Regions from separate parts of the Mus musculus genome. Here all the other regions are linked to region 3. A link is a contact called in public HiCAR-type and HiChIP or PLAC-seq data. All regions are on one chromosome and are shown on one strand. Each heading gives the region's core, a stretch centred on a gene start, on an enhancer-like site or on the middle of the called end of the contact. The rest is flanking DNA. Distances are from core to core; before and after follow the strand shown. Region 1 overlaps Egln3 (egl-9 family hypoxia-inducible factor 3). Region 2 holds the start of 1700104L18Rik (RIKEN cDNA 1700104L18 gene). Region 3 has its middle 38 kb from the start of Gm35895.

Region 1 (2,945 bases), core at 167-2,666, 130 kb after region 3:
GGAGACATAATTAAGCAATAATATTAAATCCCCCCCCCAAAAGGAGAATTAAAAAACACTCTTGAAAAGCTGTTGCTAATATTTGTTTAGTAAGTAAGAGGTCCAATTTGTCAGTAGACCAAAATTTAAAGGCTGTTCAGCCAGATATCTTTACAGTTCTACTGCTCATGGTTTGGCTTTTCGTTGTATCTCCTTTTGACTGCATCTCCTTTTGTTAGACAGGCTACTCTAAAATGTGTGATGCTCCTGCTTCAGCCACCTCAGGAACTGAGTAACAGCTGTGAGATACTGTTTCAGGCTTAAACAATATCTGTATATCAATTGTTAATTGTTATAAATAAAATGATCAGTTTTAAAAAGTTTTTTGCTCAGTAAAAATTTGCATAACATGCAACTTTGCATTTGTAAAGATCAAGTTATACCAAGAAATATGATTCCAAAGTCCTGAGCAATGTGTAATGTGATATATATATACTCATTTTAATGAAAATGCATGGTATGGCTTCTTTCTTTTTGAGCGGCTAGGAGCCAGACCTATGCTGTGGCACATGTTAGGTGTGACTCTACTGCTTGCCTCCACCCCCTCCTCCACCCCCATCTGCAGTTTGATCTGTAGAGAAGTACTAAGTGTGAATGATCATTGTTGCTGAGTGAACAGTTGAAGCTGTGCATACTGGTTTTAAAACTGTCTCCTTACTCTAGCTGTGGCTGGTTGCTTTGGAACATCCAGTTGAGGCCTTGGAGTGTCCACCCTGGGCTTGATCTCTGAACACAGTAATTCTCCCACAGCCCCTCACAGATGCATGGTTTTCTTTTCTCCTGGTGGCCTTTTGTAAAGTAGATTTTATACTTGGATTCTGCTTTAGTTCTTCTATATGTGTGCACTTCTTCTTGCCTGAACGTGACCATGGAGGTGTCTTGAAGCACATATCTCTGGTGTTGAGCCAGCTCGGGAACACCTGGTTCATTCCTCTCATTTCCTGTTGCTACAGAGCTGTGGAGAGGCCTCTGGGGATGGGGGGTTTGTGCCGGGGCCAGTGCCGGGGCCAGTGCCGGGGCCGGTGACACGTCAGAGAATGTGCAGAATCAGAAGACACGCTGATTCATCTGCAAGCCCAGGCCTAGAACCAGGGGTACAGTGACCATGCTACCACAGGGACACTGATGTGCTATTAAACTGCTGTAGATTTCAAGTATTGGTCAAGTCAGGAAGTTTTTACCAATAAAAAACCCCTATAGTAAGATACCTTCCTCGTTCCCATAAAACAATGAAGTGTTGCAACATTTCCCTCGGACCTGCACTCTGGCTCCTTTTACAGACTTGATGAGGTTTAGATAACAGATCTGATAAGCCCATCAGTTTCCGGAGTCTGTTACTGCCCCGTGCACAAATTGGCATGGGTCTGATGACTCAACACTGAGGTTTGCCCATCAGTGCATCCTTAGCTTCACAGTTTGAGATCCTGGCAGTTGGGAATGTGTCTGAGCCAAAACCCATCTCCTATGGCACTCAGCCAGAAACCTCAGTGGTACAATTGGTCAGTAAGGTTGCGGCGGGACCTTTGAGCGGCCCGTGGTTTCCTCCCATTGTTTAAACGTGGTGCACATGGCTTCTGGAGTCAGAGAGAGGGTGACTTGCACTCTGGCCAGAAAAAAAGATTTTTTTTCCCCTTCCCTTCACAACGTGTATGCTCACAATTAGAGAGGTGTCTTAGTGGTAAGTCCACAAGGAACTGTGCCGGCACATTCTCTCTTTTATACCTGCAGCAGTTAGTGGAGGGTGTGTTTGTGGGAACAGTCTGTATTTCCTGCCTGTATTTTAATTCAAGCTGAGTTCTAAAGCCCATTTGTGCTTCTTAATGTGCTGCAAGACACTGCTCTCTCCACACACGGTACACTGAGCTCCGATCGAGTCTTCTCTCTCTTTGGACGTTGGAGGACTGTGTCAATTACTTGTCTCGTTGCTGTAACAAAACACCCGAAACACCGGACAAAAGCAACTGAAGGAAGGAAGGATTTATTTTGGCTCAAGTCCCAAGGCACAGTGCATTGTGGCAGGAAGTCGTGGTGCAAGCTCAAAGCAGCTGGTCAGGGTGATTCCACAGTCAGGAAGCAGAGGGAAAAGGATGCTGGTGGCCAGCTAGCTCGTTTTCTCCCTTTTTAGTTAGGACAGGTCTTTCCACCTCAATTAACCCAATCTACAAAATCTATCTCGGACAAGCCCAGAGATCTGTCTCCAAGGTGATCCTACATCCTGTCAAATCGGCAATCGATATAAACTGCACAGCCCGTCCTCCTCATCATGTGAAATAGCCTGGGACCACAGACAGTTGCAGACGAGGTAGATGGCAGGCATCCAGACCACTGACCTTTTCTGGGAGCAGAGCTGTTTGGGAATATAAAGCTAAAGCACTGACTGACAGCAGGGGAGACTGGGATGGTGGGGGAAATCATGGAGTAATGGTGCTAAGTGACTTTCATTGTTGGCCCTTACACTTCTGGCCACTGCTTCCAGGAATAGGTAATTCCCTATGTTGTAGGCAACTTCATTTGTCTCTTCCTCTCCAGCCACACCAGCAATCACCCTTTTTCAAGACACCATCTATTTGATAATGCCATAATTTGTCAAATCCTTATTACAGTCACTTCAAAATCCAACTTTCGGGGAGACAGACGTTCAGGCTAACAGAGCAACTTCAGCTCTACACGTGACAGCATAGTGGCTCTTTCTGAGGTGGGCTGAGGGATTGCTAGCTGCGACAAATAAAAGGTGTAGATATCCTCTGATTTAAACTTCAGGTTCATTGCAAAGCCAGGCCACTACTCATCCTCTAGCACGAAGTGTGTGTGAGGCCCAGCTCTGTTTTCAGGCTCTGTTGGGAATCACTGATCTGTCAGTGGCTTAGTTTGGGACTGGTCTGGACTAGTCTTTTTACTCGTGAAGT
Region 2 (2,700 bases), core at 182-2,681, 80 kb after region 3:
GACTTGGTCCAGTATTTCCTCATTATACTCCCTTTCCTCCATTTTGGAATGGTGATGTATATCTAGTGCCATTGTATGTTGGAAGTATGTGATCACTATTTAATTTTGAGTTTATAGGGATTACAGTTAAGAGATTGCTTTGGGCCTCAGAAGACGCTTTGAACTTTTAAACAGTGTTGAGACAGTGATGGGCTATGAGGAGTTTTAAAGTTGGTCTGAATTCACTTTTTCATTATCATATGGCTACAAGCACTACTTGAGAAAGATCAGGGGGTGAGGCTTTGTCAGAGGAGCCCAGTCTTCTCTCTCTCTCTCTCTCTCTCTCTCTCTCTCTCTCTCTCTCTCTCATCATGATGTTAGCTGTTCTGCTCTGCCATGCTCTCCCTGAGATGATGGGCAAGAACTTTTAACCAAAATGAAACTTTTTTCTTTTCTTTAAGTTATGTTTGTCACATGAAATTTCAAGTTCAGTCCAAAACAACTGAAACCACTTTACAATAAGGAGTCTCTTCTGGTTTAAAACTATTCTTTAAGGAATATTCCAGGCTTGGGGCTGTTTTCCTCTAGAGCCAGAGGATAAGGAGCCCTGAGAGTCTGGCTGCCATTCCCCCTATTCCCCCTAAATAGCCACCAATCCTAATTCCCAGTTTCCTTCTGTGTCACTCAACACATTTTTTTGGGGGGGCTTAGGAAATTCTTCCATACCCCAGGTCAGCTGTGTGAAGTCAGGCCTGGGTGGTCTCTCAGCATTATTACTGCATGACATTTGACTTCAGTCTCCTGTGCCCTGTGGTGATTCCATGCTATAGGTGTGAGCTTAGCTGGCAATTTTTCTGGCAATCAAGAAACAATTGTTTATGCTCTGAACTCCTCCGAATGGATCTATTTGTTGCTGACTCTTTCCACTGCTGACTGGCTTCTCGACCATTTAGTTCCCTGTGGTGAGGGTGGTAGGAGCCCCTACCTTTACATCTAAACTCTCTTCACCTGTCTACCCTCTGTACTTGAGCTTCGTGGCCTAGCATGTGCTCACTGTGATAAATACCTTGATGAAAGCAAGTTGAGAAGGCCTGGGTTTGTTTGGCTTACACGTTCTGATCAAAGTCCATCACAATGGCAGAGCAGGAACACAAGCAGAAGAACCAGGAACCCTGAAGGAACTCTGTCACTGCCTTGCTCGCCGTAGCTGCCACAGCTGGCTGTCTTATACCTCCTGCTTGGGGTGGCACAGCTCACAGTGGGCTGGGCCCTCTCACCTCAATCATTAATCAAGAAAATGTCCCCCAGACTTACCTACAGGGCAATCTGATGAAGGCATTTTCCCAGTTGAGGTTCCCTCTTGTTTGAGCCAACAAAAACCTACCCAACACAGTATATCTCTTTCTTATCCTCCCTCTCTGTTTTGCCTTTTAGCAAACTTATTCTCCCTCTGAACTCTTTAAAGAATTCTGGGAAAATTCCATCTTCGTCATGTCAACACCTACATTTCTTTTGTCATAGGTTCGGTAACTACAAAAGCCATATAGCCCCTGTAGTGTGTTTTGCATTGTGTGTGTGCTCTAAATTCCCCTTCTGTTGAAACCTGAGAACCTTAAATTTCCCATTCATTGTTTTTCAGTGGAATGTTTTCACACTGAGCCTTACCCGCAGAGTCAGGGCTTGTTGTCCAACCAGTCAGCTAACCCAACAGCCACACCTTCTGTTAGAAGAAGCCTTGAGTTCATTTTCCTGATGAACTGTTTCTATGTGAGTCTTCATGGCAGCCATGTTGAATGTGAATTCCCATGTATAGAAAAAAAGAGGTGAATGGATGCTGCTGCCCTCGCTGCCCTCCAGGAGCCTGCCTGGCACTCCTCCCAGACTGTGCAGTTCTTCAATCAGCGAGTCATTTAGTGCCCCGGAGGGTTTGTCTCCTGGGGCTGCGTACAGGAATTCAGGTGGTGGGAGGTGGATATAAAATTGGCATAGGAACTGCTGGCAAAGACTGGGATGGGAGAGGAAGGCCAGTAAATTACAGCAAATCCCAGAGGCAGAGAATTTTAAGAAAGAATATATAAAGTTGACAATCTTAAAACCTCTTTCCTTCACATCACCAGAGAGCCCGTAACTCTCAGAAAGTCTTCATGGCCTTTCAGAGATTCACGCGAGCCATTCGAAGACCTTAGCCTTGCAGTAAAACTGCACCCTGAACCCCTGGCATGGCTTCGAAGATGTTGAAAATGAAAACTTTTTGGATTTAGGCAAAACCCTTTCACTTTTAACAAAGCCTGGAATTATCTTGCTGTGAACTTAAGAAATTTAGTTTGACACGCTAAGCCGGGTAATGGCTTTGTTCTAGTTAGGAATTCAGCCTTCCCCTGGAGTGGTAGAACCCATTGATTCACAGAGAGAGGGGTCATAGGGCACCACCACTTACGGGGAATGAAAATTACTGTGGCTTAATATTTCAAGGGTAGCATGCTGCTTTTATCTTTCATTTGGAGCTGGGATTAAACTAACTCTGAGTTACAGGGCTGAGGGACTGGCGAGATACAGAAACAGATTTTGATATAAGAAAAGGGAGACTGTGAAACAATGGGAGACTAGCCTCATGGAGCCACATGTCACCCGAGGCCTCTGCCTGCTCACATCTAAGTAAGACTGACTCTCCCACATGCCCGTGTTTCTATCAAGTAACCATCCAGAGCTGTCTCTTTGTGG
Region 3 (2,700 bases), core at 1-2,500:
AAAAAGTAACATTTCGGCTGGTGAGATGGTTCAGCTGCTGAAGGTGCTGACTGCCAAGCAGAAGATCTGAGTTCAATACCAGGAATGCACAGAGTGGAAGGAGACAATAATATCCACAATTGTCCTCTGACCTCCACAAGAGAGCTGAGCCATGTGAGCTGTGTGTGTGTGTGTGTGTGTGTGTGTGTGTGTGTGTGTGTGTGTGAAAAGAAAAAAGTGACATTAGCCCAGGTGTGGTGGTGCACACCTTTAATCCTAGGAGTCAGGCAGGTGGATTTTTATGAATTTGAGGCCAGCCTGGTCTGCATAGTGAGTTCCAGGACAGCCAGGGCTATGCAGAGATGCCCTATCTTAAGCCCAAACAAAGTAATCAAAAAACTAACAAAACAAAACAAGAGAAAGGAAGAAAGAAAGAAAGAAAGAAAGAAAGAAAGAAAGAAAGAAAGAAAGAAAGAAAGAAAGAAAGAAGGAAAGAAAGGAAGGAAGAAAGAAAGAAAGAAAGAAAGAAAGAAAGAAAGAAAGAAAGAAAAGGGAGTGAAATTTGCATATCACAAATGCAGGAAGAAAGAAAGCCTTTTTATAATGTGCCCTAATTTGGGGGGGGGGGGGAGTACTTGGAAGAGTTAAAGGAGGCTTGCCATTCTTTTGTTCCCTCCGGAGACTCAGACTTTCAACCCTGTAGGTCCAGAACTTAACTGGAGTTCCTGCAGCATTCACACATTCAGCGAAGAGTGCTTCTAATTCTGTCTTTCAGCCGTCAGGCACGTAGGCAATTTCCTTTTATAAAGTTGGTGGTTAGAACTAAACAGGTGCAAGTTACAGGAAATGCAAACTATTCCCCACACCAAGAGAGATGCAGTTGATAAGGGACTCCCCGCCCCCACCCCCTTCAAAAGTTCCCTCCATCAGCTCCCAGTCTCCCAGGGTCTTGACTCCTACAGCACCCCTCCCTCCCTCGCATCCCTGTCAGTGAGCCAGCCAGCCAGCCAGCCAGCCAGTCTGCAAGCCTGAGTGCTCTCTCTACAAAGAAACATCAGGACTAGGAGAAGGTCAAGATCATGCAAAGGAAGGACCACCCTCAGGCTCCTCTCGGCCCTTACCCTCCTGCCCCTCTTTCTGTGAAAACGAGCCTACCTAGCATCTTGGGGCTGGGGACCCCTCTGAGCGTGTGGAACCCGCAGGCGGGCTAAGCGGGGGCGGTCCCCTGCCGGGAGGTGGGCAGGGTTCACCGAGCAGATGGTGCTGACTCACGCTCTCGCTACGTGAGCCTTGGTGGCAGGCAGGGCCAGGTTGGGCCGGGCGGGACCGGGACTGAGTCCTGCCTGGTGCCTGGCTACCTGCCCGCGGCTCACCCCGAGGGACTTCGCCCTGGCCCCAGTGCAGCCCCACCCTGATGGCCCTGAGGATGGCTTTACAGTGGGAGCTGATCTTTGGTCCCAGGTGCAGCTAGACAGGAGAAATCCGGGTTTCTGTACATGCCCTTCCCTCGAGCCTCTTCTTGACCTCCTGGGAGTCCACAGAAGCCCCGGAGCTGGCCCCTGGCTTCTTTCTTTTATGGCCTCTTATCTAAGTGAAGACGTTTCAGAATTACTCTAGGTTTTTTGTTGCTTTCAAAAATCTCTTGGTCTCTAAGCAACCCAGTGTGATGTAGAAAGGACAGGCTCCCTTTATCCATTGACAGCGAGGAGCTCAAGACCCGCCTTTGTTCAATGTTTTATCAGTTGACCACAAAGAGAACTTTTAGCACCGCACAGAGGAGCACTTGGCATTAACGTAACCTTCTTTGGTGACAGGTCCCAGTCTCATGTTTCAGTGGAAAGTCAGGTGACAGAGAAAAGGGGATCCAAGTGTATTGGTATACGCCCCAGACTGAAAAATCAGAAGTCAAGGTCATTCTTAGCTACCTAGCCAGTTCAAGGCCAGCACAGGCCAGCACAGGCTGGCTACCTGGTCTCCACAAGCCTTCACACTCCGCCAAAATCAAGTGGGGATTCTAATGAATGTGTCAAATTACCCCCACTTTTTCTTTAGTGCTGCCCTTTCTGGCACAGTTAAAGGGAGAGTAGTGCTTGCAGGGGACTAGGCAGGTCTTTGGGTGTGGTGGTGGGGATACTGACTTTCAGCTTCAAGTGCAGCGGGTGGTCCCTGGGCTTGTAACACCAACAGGATAGCCTAGGGGTCCTGAGCGGCCCCTATGGATACCTGACTTATTTCAGGGCTGCAGTAAGGCGCTAGCTGCAAATGGCATTTCTGTAGCTGCAATGGTCGTGGCAATGAAACAGGATATTCTTTTCTTTGTTGAAGATAACTGGATGGGGAAAATGTCAGTCATTGACTACTTCAGAAAAGCCTGCTTTGCTCTTGTTTGTTTGTCTTGGGAAACCAGTAGAAACAAGCAAAACTGAAATGAACTTTGGGTTGTGGGGGTGGCAGCAGGTGGCATCTCCTGTCTTTAATCCTAGCACTCAGGAGGCAGAAGCAAGCAGTTACAAAACCAAGAGTTCAAGGGCAGCCTGAACTACATTTGAATTCCAGGGCTACACAGAGAAACCTTGTCTCAACAAAACAAAACAAAACAAACAAAAACCCAGGACCAACAACAACAAAAACAAAACCCCAAACAAAACTAAACAAACAAGGAAAGAAAAGCACAAACGAAGGGGGTGGATTCCACTTTAGGCAGAGCTCCGGGTTACAGAA

Evidence for each region. HiCAR-type assays count read pairs that join an accessible place to other places. HiChIP or PLAC-seq counts read pairs in DNA pulled down with a chosen protein or histone mark.
Region 1: a contact with region 3 is called in an HNF4G HiChIP or PLAC-seq map of pancreatic cancer cells. The contact joins two enhancer-like sites. A contact is called at or near these places in 18 of 484 Hi-C or Micro-C datasets (CD8 T cells, Th1 cells, Th2 cells and 8 more), 26 of 115 datasets of contacts at active chromatin or transcription factors (CD8 T cells, the SCID.adh cell line, T-cell acute lymphoblastic leukemia and 12 more) and 1 of 9 other capture datasets (embryonic stem cells).
Region 2: a contact with region 3 is called in a HiCAR-type map of embryonic stem cells, with 3 times the contacts expected there. The contact joins the promoter of 1700104L18Rik here to the enhancer-like site in region 3. A contact is called at or near these places in 2 of 39 promoter capture datasets (liver and neutrophils), 1 of 15 datasets of contacts at CTCF or cohesin (CD8 T cells), 10 of 484 Hi-C or Micro-C datasets (CD8 T cells, bone marrow-derived dendritic cells, embryonic fibroblasts and 5 more), 14 of 115 datasets of contacts at active chromatin or transcription factors (CD8 T cells, the SCID.adh cell line, T-cell acute lymphoblastic leukemia and 6 more) and 1 of 9 other capture datasets (embryonic stem cells).

Annotation. Positions count from the first base shown.
Region 1 is chr12:54,186,497-54,189,441 of GRCm38.p6, reverse strand. The region is part of intron 1 of Egln3 (egl-9 family hypoxia-inducible factor 3); the gene reads left to right. Among named protein-coding and RNA genes, the nearest start is that of Gm40424, 11 kb to the right of the region's middle. Within about 2 kb of position 1,416, at least 76 of the 459 cell types and tissues checked have an H3K27ac peak or open chromatin away from gene starts, as enhancers often do. A contact at or near this core is called in CD8 T cells, the SCID.adh cell line, T-cell acute lymphoblastic leukemia and 6 more, where this site is marked.
Region 2 is chr12:54,232,346-54,235,045 of GRCm38.p6, reverse strand. 1700104L18Rik (RIKEN cDNA 1700104L18 gene) reads right to left here and starts at 1,431. Exons shown (of 3, transcript NR_108033.1): 1 at 1,294-1,431.
Region 3 is chr12:54,311,836-54,314,535 of GRCm38.p6, reverse strand. No RefSeq gene overlaps it. Among named protein-coding and RNA genes, the nearest start is that of Gm35895, 38 kb to the left of the region's middle. Within about 2 kb of position 1,250, at least 196 of the 459 cell types and tissues checked have an H3K27ac peak or open chromatin away from gene starts, as enhancers often do. A contact at or near this core is called in CD8 T cells, the SCID.adh cell line, T-cell acute lymphoblastic leukemia and 11 more, where this site is marked.